4 separate regions of the Mus musculus genome follow, and regions 2, 3 and 4 are each linked to region 1. The links are chromatin contacts, called in public HiChIP or PLAC-seq maps. All regions are on one chromosome and are shown on one strand. The core of a region is the stretch at or near the end of the contact, and the rest is flanking DNA. Distances in the headings are between cores, read along the strand shown. Region 1 holds the start of Hyls1 (HYLS1, centriolar and ciliogenesis associated). Region 2 holds the start of Pate12 (prostate and testis expressed 12). Region 3 overlaps Kirrel3 (kirre like nephrin family adhesion molecule 3). Region 4 overlaps Kirrel3 (kirre like nephrin family adhesion molecule 3).

What was found. HiChIP or PLAC-seq counts read pairs in DNA pulled down with a chosen protein or histone mark.
Region 2: a contact with region 1 is called in an H3K4me3 HiChIP or PLAC-seq map of embryonic stem cells, with 14 read pairs. The contact joins the promoter of Pate12 here to the promoter of Hyls1 in region 1. A contact is called at or near these places in 2 of 39 promoter capture datasets (embryonic stem cells and hippocampal neurons), 1 of 484 Hi-C or Micro-C datasets (Sertoli cells), 4 of 115 datasets of contacts at active chromatin or transcription factors (embryonic stem cells and stem cell-derived neural progenitor cells) and 1 of 9 other capture datasets (embryonic stem cells).
Region 3: a contact with region 1 is called in a FOXA1 HiChIP or PLAC-seq map of pancreatic cancer cells. The contact joins the enhancer-like site here to the promoter of Hyls1 in region 1. A contact is called at or near these places in 4 of 39 promoter capture datasets (the C10 cell line, liver and pre-B cells), 2 of 115 datasets of contacts at active chromatin or transcription factors (embryonic stem cells and pancreatic cancer cells) and 1 of 9 other capture datasets (liver).
Region 4: a contact with region 1 is called in an H3K4me3 HiChIP or PLAC-seq map of stem cell-derived neural progenitor cells, with 8 times the contacts expected there. The contact joins the enhancer-like site here to the promoter of Hyls1 in region 1. A contact is called at or near these places in 3 of 39 promoter capture datasets (the C10 cell line, liver and pre-B cells), 3 of 115 datasets of contacts at active chromatin or transcription factors (bone marrow-derived macrophages, pro-B cells and stem cell-derived neural progenitor cells) and 1 of 9 other capture datasets (liver).

The regions. Positions count from the first base shown.
Region 1 is chr9:35,568,768-35,571,479 of GRCm38.p6, reverse strand. Hyls1 (HYLS1, centriolar and ciliogenesis associated) reads left to right here and starts at 1,411. Exons shown (of 4, transcript NM_029762.1): 1 at 1,411-1,603.
Region 2 is chr9:36,430,525-36,433,489 of GRCm38.p6, reverse strand. It overlaps Pate12 (prostate and testis expressed 12), which reads right to left and starts at 1,661. Exons shown (of 4, transcript NM_001167586.2): 1 at 1,546-1,661; 2 at 593-706; 3 at 1-137. The coding sequence starts at 1,606. The coding sequence ends at 13.
Region 3 is chr9:34,992,621-34,995,755 of GRCm38.p6, reverse strand. The region is part of intron 5 of Kirrel3 (kirre like nephrin family adhesion molecule 3); the gene reads right to left. The region is part of intron 3 of Kirrel3os (a long non-coding RNA gene); the gene reads left to right. Among named protein-coding and RNA genes, the nearest start is that of Kirrel3os, 14 kb to the left of the region's middle. Within about 2 kb of position 1,710, at least 141 of the 459 cell types and tissues checked have an H3K27ac peak or open chromatin away from gene starts, as enhancers often do. A contact at or near this core is called in embryonic stem cells, liver and pancreatic cancer cells, where this site is marked.
Region 4 is chr9:34,963,558-34,966,409 of GRCm38.p6, reverse strand. All of the region lies in intron 4 of Kirrel3 (kirre like nephrin family adhesion molecule 3), which reads right to left. The region is part of intron 8 of Kirrel3os (a long non-coding RNA gene); the gene reads left to right. Among named protein-coding and RNA genes, the nearest start is that of Kirrel3os, 43 kb to the left of the region's middle. Within about 2 kb of position 1,254, at least 18 of the 459 cell types and tissues checked have an H3K27ac peak or open chromatin away from gene starts, as enhancers often do. A contact at or near this core is called in stem cell-derived neural progenitor cells, where this site is marked.

The DNA of each region.
Region 1 (2,712 bases), core at 162-2,661:
CTACTGCCTACCTTTGTTCTGTTTCTCAAATCTGAGTCTGCCATCTGCCTACATCAAGGCCAGCCTGGGCTACATGGCAAGCTCCTAACTTTGAGGTATAGAAATGAAGCTGAATGTCCAAAAGTAGGTAAGAAAATGAATCATCTAACCTTGCTTAAGACACATTAGCTGGAGGTTCCATGCTAAAGGAAATTCCATACAAGCATTACATGAAAGCAGGATATTTGTCCTAAGAATGTGTGTAATAAAGTAGTGTCACATTGTCCATCAAGGGGTAGTCATTCAGTTTTCATAAATTCTTAACTGCCTCAGAGGTAGAGCAAGGGCCCTGATTAAAAAGCTAAGTAGGCAAGTGATAAGAGGCAGAGGCAGGTGGATTTCTGAGTTTGAGGCCAGCCTGGTCTACAAAGTAAATTCCAGGACAGCCAGGGATATACAGAGAAACCCTGTCTCAAAAAGCAAAAAAAAAAAAAAAAAACCTCAACAAAAAAAGAATTGTTTGGAAGATTTAAGCATTCTAGCATTTGAGGGGTGGGGGTACGTATGAGTGCTCTGTCTGATGAACACCCGCTCCCAGAAGAGAGCATAAGATCCCTTTATGAGCCAACCATGTGCAACTATGTGATTACTAGGAATTGAACTCAGGACCTATGGAAGAGCAACCCGTGCTCTTAACCCCAGAGCTATCTTAACAACCCAGCTTTCTATATATTAAGAAATAAACACCTATTTGTATTTGATGTAGAAAGTTAAAGTACGGGGGATGGGGGCCTCTTTTCCGATCTTACCCTCAGTAGTCCCCAAAGCACTAGGGTCCCTTTTTTTTTCTTTGTAAGTACACAAATCATTGTAAACGTCAGACATACATGTAATATTTTTATTATACTATTTTGTTAACAGTACGCTAGAAAAGGAGGGCAATAATAGTGCGTTCTGGAAGAGTGCATACCGTGCCGCGGGGACCGCTGCAGCTGGAATTGGTCGGGCGGTCCTATCGCGGGTTGCAGTGGAGACCGACTCACGAGCCGGGCCAGCCACGCCCCAGAACCCTCCCCTCCGCTACCCTCCGACGCCGCCGGCCACAGCCAAGAGCGGCTGCGGCACGGAGCAGGGCCAGCCCGTTGCCTAACCGCCAGACTAACACCCACACGACCAAGAAACAGATTCCGCGCCACGGTCCGGCGGGTTCCCACTTCAGCTCCACGCCCCAAACCCCGCTTCCGGGCCCGAGGTTGGGGAGGGCTTAGAGAAAATGTGCACCAATCGTTATGTAGACGTGGAGAACGTCTGGCCTCTGGACCAACGAGAGAGATGGTGGGCGGAGCCAAAGGCGTGGGCTCTCTTCGGGATTTAAACTTGAACAGCGGACCGTTAACGACTACGCTGAACGTGGAGGTGTCGTGCGCCTGCGCGAGTGGGAAACAGCGTTCCGGGGTGAGCCGCGACTGCTAGACCCTGGGCAGCGGCGGCCGAGGCTGGTGAGGATCACGGAGCCGGAGCGGTGGACCTTTCCTGGGACAGGGTGCAGCGGAGCCCACGCTCTTTCCCTCGGCCGCTGCGCGTGGATTCGCGTTTTCTTCCCTGCCAGGTTCTGGCGTTCAAGGTAAATCTCGGCAGCGTTGCTCGGGACGTCTTTAACTCGCAGCCCGAGCACAGGCCGCCCAAGCCCCTGCAGGTCACAATGTAATGTACACCTTGCCTGCGCCACTTTTGCCCGGTGGGCAAGCGAGTGGACAGAGCCCTCCCTGCCAGCATGGAAACGGGGACGGGTCCCTGGGGAAGTCGAGCTCACGGCACGCCCGTGGCCAGATGGTGCGACTGGTGGTGTTATTGTTGGAAGAGCAGGGAAGTAGCCTCAGGTTTGGGTTACACCTTCCGTGGATTCAAGTGTACAGCCGGCTTGCTTAGGATTTAGGATAGCAAGTAAAACTGAAGGAACCCCTCTGGGTGATCTTACCCCAGAAAGAGTGAGAAAACCCGTATAAAAACTATACAATACAAACAAAAATATCACTGTGCCCTTTCTTTCAAGTTGGCTAGGTTTTTTCAGTGTGCAGTGCTGATGAAAGTGAAAATAGAGGCACTCTAACGCGTGTGTTGAGGTAATAATCAGTTTTTCTAGAGAGCAGTTTGTCATTCAATTTAGAAGTTAAATTGCACCATAATTTCAGTTATAGCCAAATACAGGAATTTAAAGGGTTAAAAATCCCACCCCACCCCCCAGCCCTGAATCTTTTTACTGTAACTAGGTAATCCTGGAGCATTAAACTGTTTGAGGGTTTTTTGTTTTTAAGGGAAAGGTAATTTTAGTCACTATTACCCATATTTATCCTCGATATATAAGATGGCTTAGCTTGTGAGATCGTTGTAAGCAAAGGAACTGAGTATAACCTATAAACATGAGAAGTTGCATTTCACTTGTAAGCATCTACATATTTGAGGTGTAAAAATGAAGGGGACATAATTTGAACACAAAGGAACAGGACTTTATCACTGTAAGGATGCCATTAAAAATCATCTTGGCTTTAGTCTAAAATCACCCCAGGCCAACTCCAGAAGAGATATATACATGTCTCAATTAAACTTCAAAACCTTTTGAAGTAATTCCACTTTTTAAGTGAAGTAAGCTTTATTCCCTACTTTACATTTTTCTAACATTCAGTCCTACTTTGGAGTTTGTATAAATATTCTCTCTCTGAAGTAATTTTGTAA
Region 2 (2,965 bases), core at 412-2,911, 860 kb before region 1:
TAAGTGTCAGATTTATAGTTCATTGCAGAAAGACCTTTTCTTGCAGCACTTCATTTTTACTGTTTGATCTCCAGTCTGCACAGTCCCAGTGAAGCAAATGTTAGCACATCTTTGGTTTCCAAACTGAATTTTGCCATCTGGAGAGGAAGAAAATCATGAAACAAAATATAAATATCAGTGGAAAGAGTGAGTCAGTATAGAGTCACATCAGAAATACAAGCATATCTGAGGAGGACTCTCTGGGACACTATTCCTCAAACCCTAACCTAACCCTCAGGTAGGACTCAATTCCTAAAAGTGCTGAGTGGAATTTTAGACTCTAATTCCTACCATATCAGACTATATATTCACCCAGAAATTCCCCGAAGATCTTCCAGATACATTTCAAAACAATTTTGTCTTCATAATTCATTTGTTTGTCTGACCAATATTCAGTGACAGCCATTACCAAAAGCAAAAGGGCCTGTCTCTCCTACTCTTCCTGGCAAAGACATTTTCCTTCAGTATCTGCATTTGCCATCAGTATCCTGGAGCTGGATTCATCATTGTAGGGCAAGGAAGATGACTCTCAGAGGTCCCAGGCCTTACATACCTTTAAGGGTTATGAGCGAGGCACATTTCTCTCCAGGTTTAGCCTGACAGCAACCTTCTCCACTCTCACAAATCCCCTGAGAATTGATCCTATCACACGTGATACATGTCAAAGCTGAAAAGAAAAAAAATCCAGTGTAAGAGACTCATTCAGATAGCAAACTCAAGCACCAATGGGAGCTGAGCATGTAGATATGGCAAATAAATAAGCAATAGCCAGGAAATGAGCTGAGTACATGCTGAGCTAACACTTTCATGAAGGTTCATGATCAAAGGACTCTGAAAAGGGAAAGTTGGAGAAGAGATGGAAGGTTCCCCAACCTCAAACTATGAGAATGGATCAAGTTATCAGAATGAGAATCAAAGCTCTGATGTAGGATGCCTAATGCATCACACAGCATTAGGTTTGTGAGGCATCTAAAAGAGAGAGATGGCAGAAAGGGTCCAGATTTTGACATTGTCAGTTAAGATTGTATTCATTGGCACATACAGCAAAGGGAAGAATATCTCCTACAGAAAATTCTCAAAGGAATCCTGTTTTTAAAACATAGTATTCTATCATGCCAGATTGGATAAATCATTTTTTTTCATTATTTTCATCCTGGCAATGACCTTTGTTTCTCACTTCCAATCCAAGTTTAGGCCAATTTGCATGTAAACTTGAGGAACTGAAGATATGTATTCCAGAGATCAGATATGAAGGAAGGTGGGGAGGATCAGAAGAAGAAGAGGGCAACAGGGAGCCAAAGAAAGTACAGAGAGAAGGACAAGAAAGCATCTTTGAGTGTGCACAGCAGAAGCAAGGGGAGGAAGTGGATATGGATATGGGAATGAAGAATGGTAAGTTCTAATGTTATCTTAGTTTCTACTCCCCACATCTCCAAAATCCCCTAATGTGTTGCAGCAGTCTGTCTGCCCACCAGTATCGACCACAATCATCTGCCAGGATCTTACCTTGCGAGGACATCACCAGCAAAGACAGGACCAGCAGGAGCTGCAAGATGTGCTTTCCCATTGCAGTGAGATTGATCTGCAGACCAGAATGCATCAGAGGAGAGGACAGAGTGCTCAGGTCCCATATAGGCAAGGCAAGTTTATATTGTAGCCTAGGTTAGGAAGGGCAGACAGAGGTTTTCCCAGAAATTGACTGAGCATATAGCCAGGGGGGGCATAGATACCACAGATTTTTTCCAAACGTCATGGTGTTATAACAAATCATCTGGAAAGCATCCACTAAGGGAAACTTAAATTCAGGGACAACGGAGTCAGAGTTAATCTTCCCTCTGGTGTTCCCATGTCTTTTCAGGAAACTGCAGTGCAATCTGATGGCCACAAGGAAAATTGCCTGCAGATACTTTTTATGGGAAAGGATGCTCAGGGAAATCTTGAGCACTAGTGACCTTTGAAACTCTAGATAAGGCCCGATATTCCCAGTATCCACATACTTCTGTTCTCCTTTTTAAGAATATCAAACTGAAATAAATTCTTTTATTTACTTTTTATTTTTTGTAAAATTGGTTATTTCACTTATTTACATTTCATATATTATCCACTTTCTCAGTTTCTCTCTCCCCAATGCCGCATCCCTCCCCCTCCCCTGCCTCTATGAGAGTTCTCTCCCACCTACCCACTCCTGCCTCAGTGTCCTAGAATTCCCTTACACAGAGTCATGAAGCTTCCACCAAGGGGCTCCCCTCCATTGATGCCAGATAAGTCCATCCTCTGCTACATATCCAAATGGAGCCATGGGTTGCTTTGTGTGTACTCTTTGGTTGGTGGTTTAGTCCCTATGAGGTTTGGTTGATATTGTTCTTCCTATGGGATTACAAATCCATTCAACTCCTTCAGTTCTTGCCCTAACTTCTCCACTGGGGTCCCCGTGCTCATTCAGATATTTGGCTAAGTGTATCAGCTTTTGTATATGTCAGGCTCTGTCAGAGCCTCTCAGTGGACAGTTATACCAAGCTCCTGTCAGCAAGTTCTTTGTATCAGCAATATGTTGTCTGGTTTGAGCTTTTAACAATAACAACAACAACAACAACAACAACAACAACAACAACAACAAAAACAACAACAACAACAAATAATCCAAAACCAGAAAAACAGAGAATTTGTATATCTCTGTGTTTAGTAACTGCTTCCAGGAACTCAAAGTTTTAGCTTTTGCTGCACTTTCCATAAAAACTTTGAAATGGGGACTCATGGCTGAGAGACTCAAATCTAAGATCTGGTGGCTAATGCCCTGGAAGGGTCCTGCACAATACCCTGAATTCTATGCAGAAGGAAACTACTTGTCTCAACCTGACACATCAAAATGTTAAAATTCTGTGTTCATGGAAATGGTTTATATGCCTACATATATCTTTCATAGTCC
Region 3 (3,135 bases), core at 461-2,960, 580 kb after region 1:
TCTTTGTTGTGTCATTTGCATGAGACCACGCCTTCAGCCTTCTGCCCTAGGGCTAGAAGAGATGTCTTTCATAGATAAGGTGAGCACAGGTGGCTATCACATAACATAGAATAGGGTTGAGATTCCGGGCTCCCTAAATTTGACAAATCGGATGCAAAGTGATGGAGTGACTGGAGTAGTCAGAGTATACCACAGAGCGTGAGGGCCTGGGGCGTGTGAGCTAGCATTGCTTTCCTGGGCAAGGTCTCTGGAACTCACCTTAGCATATGCCCAGTAGGGACAAGGGGGTGGCAGGTTGACAGCCCCTTGAGTAGGTAGGGAGCTTGAGGTGGAGAAAACAAAGAAGTGGTGTGAGTGGTGTGTGTGTGTGTGTGTGTGTGTTTGTGTTAAGGCTGCATCTCTGGCCCTTAGTAGGTCAGTCGCCCTCCCCCGGGAAGCTGCAGAAGGGTTGGGAAGAGTGCCCCAGGGAAGGTTGACCTTGGGGCTAAGCCCATTCCTATCACCAGTTCCTCCCTCCCTGGAGTTGCAGATTTGCTGACATTTCAGATGCATGCCCTGTGACACCCATTCTTGTGTCAAGCACAGGAGGAACAAGGGAGAATACCAGATGCCCCCCAGGATTCCCAGGACAGGATATCTATTTTATTTACATTTGTTTATTTGTTTGTGTGTTTATGTATTGTGTGTGTGCACACACATGTCATAGTGTGCATGTGGGAGTCAGAGGACAACTTGTGGGTATTAATTCTCTCTTTCTATCCTGGGGAAGGAGCTAAGGTAGTCAGGCTCGACAGCAAATGCAAGGTCATCTCACCAGCTCTGCAAGGAACTTTGCTGTGTGGCTTCTTTTGAGTCCTGCGGTAGCCCTAACAGGTGTTATCAATCCCATTTCTCATTGGGGGAGATTGAGATGGAGAGATTGAGCCAACATTATGACTTGCTGGAAGGCCAGCCTGCAGGACCCTGTGGACTACTGTGTTTGGATACTACCACAGCATCCAGAAAATGCAGGTGGCCAGGTGTGAGGACCCAGAGGACCCATGATGGTCCCAACAGCTGTATTTACTGCAGGCTCAGCCTGCCACACAGGTTTCTTGCTCATGGCCCCAGCCATCTTTGGACCTGGGTGCTAACTATGTTCCTAGCATACAGACGAGGTCACAGACAATTTAAGTTCAGATCCCATAGCTAGAGGGTGGTGGAGCCTGGAATCAAATTTAGGCCACCCAGCTTCAGTATCAGTGTGCTTAACTACCACAATGTGACAAATCCTGAAGACCTTAGATCCCAAGCTGCCAGTTCTGGAGACTTTCCTGTGGACCCTGTCTGAGTGGTTGTGTGTGTGTGTACTGTGTAGTCCCAGCTACTCTGTCTTTGTAAGTAAGTCAGAAGTCCTATTTAGCTTATGACCCTTGTCTTTGCAGTTCTGGAGAAGAAACTGCCTGGCTGAACTGAACTCCTGGAAGGAGATGGGGAGTGGGGGTCAGTCTCAGACAGCCCCTCAGCTTGGGTCCTATCGTTCTCCTGGGCCAGGCTGCTCCTCCTATTAAGATAGGTGCAGTCCATGGGTTTGCAGCCTGTCACAGCTGGAGCACTTCCTGAGTGTTTCTTCCAGCTCTTTCATGTTCAGAGGAGGAAACTGAGCCCAGGAAATCAGTTGCCTAGTATTACAGAGAACCGGGCCTGGCATGGCCCTTCAGGGTCTGGCAGCTGGCCCAGATGCCATTCTCCTTGTGACAGTCCAAATAAGGGTGGAACTGGGCAAGGAAAGGCACACAGTCTCCTTTCCAGAAAGGCAATGTGCCAGGCTGGCTGAGCTGTCTTCCTTGTGTGGGAGAGAGTGGCCTTTTGAGTATGCTACCCTGGAATAGGTCTCATAGGGTGATCCTGACCCCGTCTTCACTAGATGAGGTGTATCCTCTTCTCTTCTGTATCCTGGGAGGGTCAGGCTGGACTATCTTCAGAAAGACCCGGGACAGGCACCTCCAATGTAGAAACACCCTACTCCTTCCCAGTCTCTCTTGGATGACCTTGGCCTTTCTTGACATCCTCACAGTGAGGCTCCACCCAGGATGTGAGCAGCAGACTTATCTCCCAAGAGAAAGCATTGTTCCTGGGGTTGATTCAGGCCCAAGAGAAGCCATTTGTTTGGGAATCTGGCCCCAGGATCTGGGTGGTAACGCCAAGCTTTGATCTGTGGCCTTTGGCAGCAGAGCCAACTTGAGATGGGACAGAACCATCCTTAGAATAGGAATGGCCTTTTATTCACATCCTCTGCTGATGGAAAAGACATTTCTTCTGTTAAGGACCTATGGGGAGGAGCCAGCTGGGGATCAGAACTAAAGAACAAGCATGTACCTTGTCACCCTCTAAAACTGAGGGCCCCAAGTCAGGGTCCTGGAAGGTTATGGCCCAACTGCAGAGCCAGGAGGCTGCTTTTCCTGGCATCCTGATATAGCATCTGGTGGTGTTTGGGGGACCTTAGGGATCTGAGCCTGTCTGGGAGAGCCCCCCCCCCAAAAGATGAAAACCTAGGTTTTCTAAGTTTGCTAGAAGTCAACTGAGTCCAGGCACCACCCTTCAAGATCCCAGTTTTCTGTCCCTAGATAAAAAGGGCCAATGGACTTCCAAGGTTTCCTTCATCTGGAAGTCTCAGCAGAACGTAAACTACACCTGGAATGACATAAAAGTCGTCTGGGGAGGTATGTGGCACTGGTTATTTCTGGCTGTATTCATGAACACATGTAGAAGCCACGACCATAGTAGTAATTCACAGTTCACAAGAGGAGGGGACATGGTAAGCCATGCCACACCAGGCCACTGGGAGTGGAGCAGAGAGTGTGCGATGAACCTTTGCTGTGGTTTGTGGGGAAAGGGGTGGATGAGGCAGGGTAGGGGCTGCACAGGTTTAGGGATGGATAGCTTGATGAGCTTTGGTGGGCTCTGGGCTGTAGAGAGATCTGATATTTTTGGTTGCTGGTCCTGAGGATCCTGCTCTGGACTACAAGGCAGAGAAAAAAGGGAAGCATAGGTTGTGGATTCCAGATGAGCTGAAAAGTAAATAGTAAGTTGTTAACTCTTTTGGAGAACTAGTTAACCTGGCTGCCTTCACATCCCAAGATCCATTAGTCTGCA
Region 4 (2,852 bases), core at 5-2,504, 600 kb after region 1:
TTTCTGCCCAAGACCCTGGTCACTGAAAGGGCAAGCGTGAGGTGTGTATCTCATAGACACTCATGTTTAGACTCTGGTGACAAAATGCTGTGGTTTGGGGGTCACCAAGGCAGATCACCTGTTAGAAAGGGCTGAACAGGGATGGACATACTCAGAGGGATGACGGGAGAAGGGTTGAGGCAAACCCTACTCTGCTTTGCAGAACCTTCCTTTCCTCCTTGTTCATATTTGAGAAGAACACTGGTTTAGATGCACTGCAGACCACTCCTGTTCTGGGAAGTTCATAAGTAGGAATTGCACATGGTCTTTGGAGCCCTAAGCAGCCAAGTAAGAAGTCAGCTCCCCTGTGATAGTTTGAATGAAGATGGCTCCCATAGGCTCATATATTTGAATACTTGGTCCTCAGTTGGTGGAGTTGTCTGGGAAGGTTTAGGAGGTATGGCTTTGTTGGAGGAGATGCGTCACTGAGGTTTCAAAAGCACACACCATTTCCAGCCAGCTTTCTCTGCATCAAGATGTGAGCTCAACGCTATTGCTCAAGCCCCATGCGTGCCTGCTTATTACCATGTGTTCCACTATGACAGCCATAGGCTCTAACTCTCTGAAACTGTGAGCCCCCAATTAAATGTTTCTTTTTTTTTTAATACGTTGTCTTGTTCATGGTATTTTATCACAGCGACAGAAAAGTAACTTAGATATGCCCTAAAGCCTTGTGTTGAAAAGATTATTCAGTGTGGTGCAGCTCCTGCCTAGCAGCTCCGGGTGTGCTTGTGATATCTCCCAGTATAGGCACCACACTGGGGAGGAAAATGGACTTTGGTATGGCCCTGGCCCCTCTTGCATGTGGCAGCAAGGATACTTCACTGTTAGTCCAGACCAACAGTCTCATTCATTCATTCATTCATTCATTCTCTCTCTTCCCCCTTCCCCCAATCTGTCAGGCTACAGTGACCACTTTGACAACTCAACAGCCATGTGGCCCTGTCCCCAAGAGTGACTGGATCTTTCCTCTGCTTTTCAGCATTAGCTCAGAGTCCACTCTGCAGTTTTTATGGACAGAGATGCTCGGGGTTAGCGAGGTGAGCTGACTTTCCCTGGGATGCACGGCAGGCTTCCAGCTTTCTCTCTTCACAGTGAACACTAATTGGAAAGTCCCTGATTTAATTTACTGATGAAGCCCCACTGGCACGCACAGGGAGTGTGTCTGCTGGGGGATGGTCTGCCTTGGTTAGCCTTTCTTTTGCAGCTGCCACTCTTGGAGAGGGAGAAGCCCCTTAATGGCATGGGGGAGGGGCTTCCTGCAAGCCTTCCTTTAGTTACCATTTCTGTCAGTCTTGGAGCTGAACCCAGAGACTGCAAAATGCCTATTTTCTCTGCCCCAAGAAAGCTTGTAGGCCTGTTTTATGTACACCACATTTTTCTTCACCCTCCCAGAGATCATGCAGATAATTGGCTATAGCATCTAGCTTACACTGTCTTCTTTCTCATACAAACATGTCCAAAGCCACTTGTCCAAAGCCACAGAGTGAATAACACTGCGTATGTGGTCCACTGTATTGCAGTGGTCTCTGACTGGGCTAGCCGAATGATGGTGGCTCCCAAACCTTGAAGGCCTGAGGTTAGTTACAGAAGGGGACCATAAAGGGGAACAGAGCCCCTTCCCCCAAATGATGTCATCAGCAGAGACAAAAAAGAAAAAATAAAAAGCCCATCTCCTCTCTCCAAGTTTCTTCTCATTAATTTAATCTAATTTGTTCACAACATTCCTCGGTAAACAGTGGCCTCCCTTTAATAAGCCAGGTTCTTCCCCCCGACCCTGCAATTGTGTCTCTAATCATCCAGTGTATCAGGAAAGACTTGCTGCTAATTGTTGCCAGGCGTCGCACTACCCCGCGTGTCAGGTAAAGGATGGCAGCGAAAGATAATTATAATCAGATCTAATTAGTAATTATAACAGATCCCGACTAGAAATTGTTTTCAGTTAAATATTCCCCGAGAGGTGCTAATGGTCTCCGGGGCATGCTGAGTGCCATGGAACAGGGGGCTTGTGAGGGTAGTACTACCTCATATCTCATCCCCGACCTTCTGTAAGCGAAGGAGACAGAGCCAGAGAGAGCAGCTTGGGGAACTGGGCTGGTGGGTGAGTGTTCCTGTTTTCAGGCCCCATGAGGCATGCTTTCTCCATGTATGTCCAAGGTGAGGCCTTCTCTCTCCTCTACAGTGACCATGGAGTCCCTCCATCAGTTCATTTATTCAGGGCATCAGGACATAGAGGCTTGGAAATTTCTGGAACATCAAAAACAACCCTGAACATTGCGTAGCACAGCATGGGGATACTTCTGCTAGAGCCACTGCTGGACTCAACCGGGTTAAAGGCATTGCTATGAACGCCCTGACGAAATCAGATGGAAGGGCCCTCTTGCACTGGTTCATGCCTCTTGCTCCAGGACCATCTCTTTCTTTTGCCTCTAGCAAGTATCTGTGCAAGCTTGGGCTCATCCTACTTCTGTTAGCCAGAAATGAATTACCCAGCACTTCCTGTCCTTATATCCCAGGTCCTGCATCCTGCACGGCTCCATCCTGGACACCACTGAATCCATTATCACATTGGGCACCAACCACGACTCCCCACTGCCTGCCTGGCTCAGACTCCTTAGCATGGCTCAAGGCCCTTTCCTCTGATTCTGATTCTCTGTCAGTCCCAACACCCACTGCACTGGCAAACACCCTCAGAAACAATGGCGTTTGCTAGTTGGGCTTTTGCTCAAGTCACTGTGATGGGATTTTATCCTCCAGCCATCAAGTTCCCCTCATCCACCTGGAGATGTTCATAAGCTGTTGCTTCTGGAAGG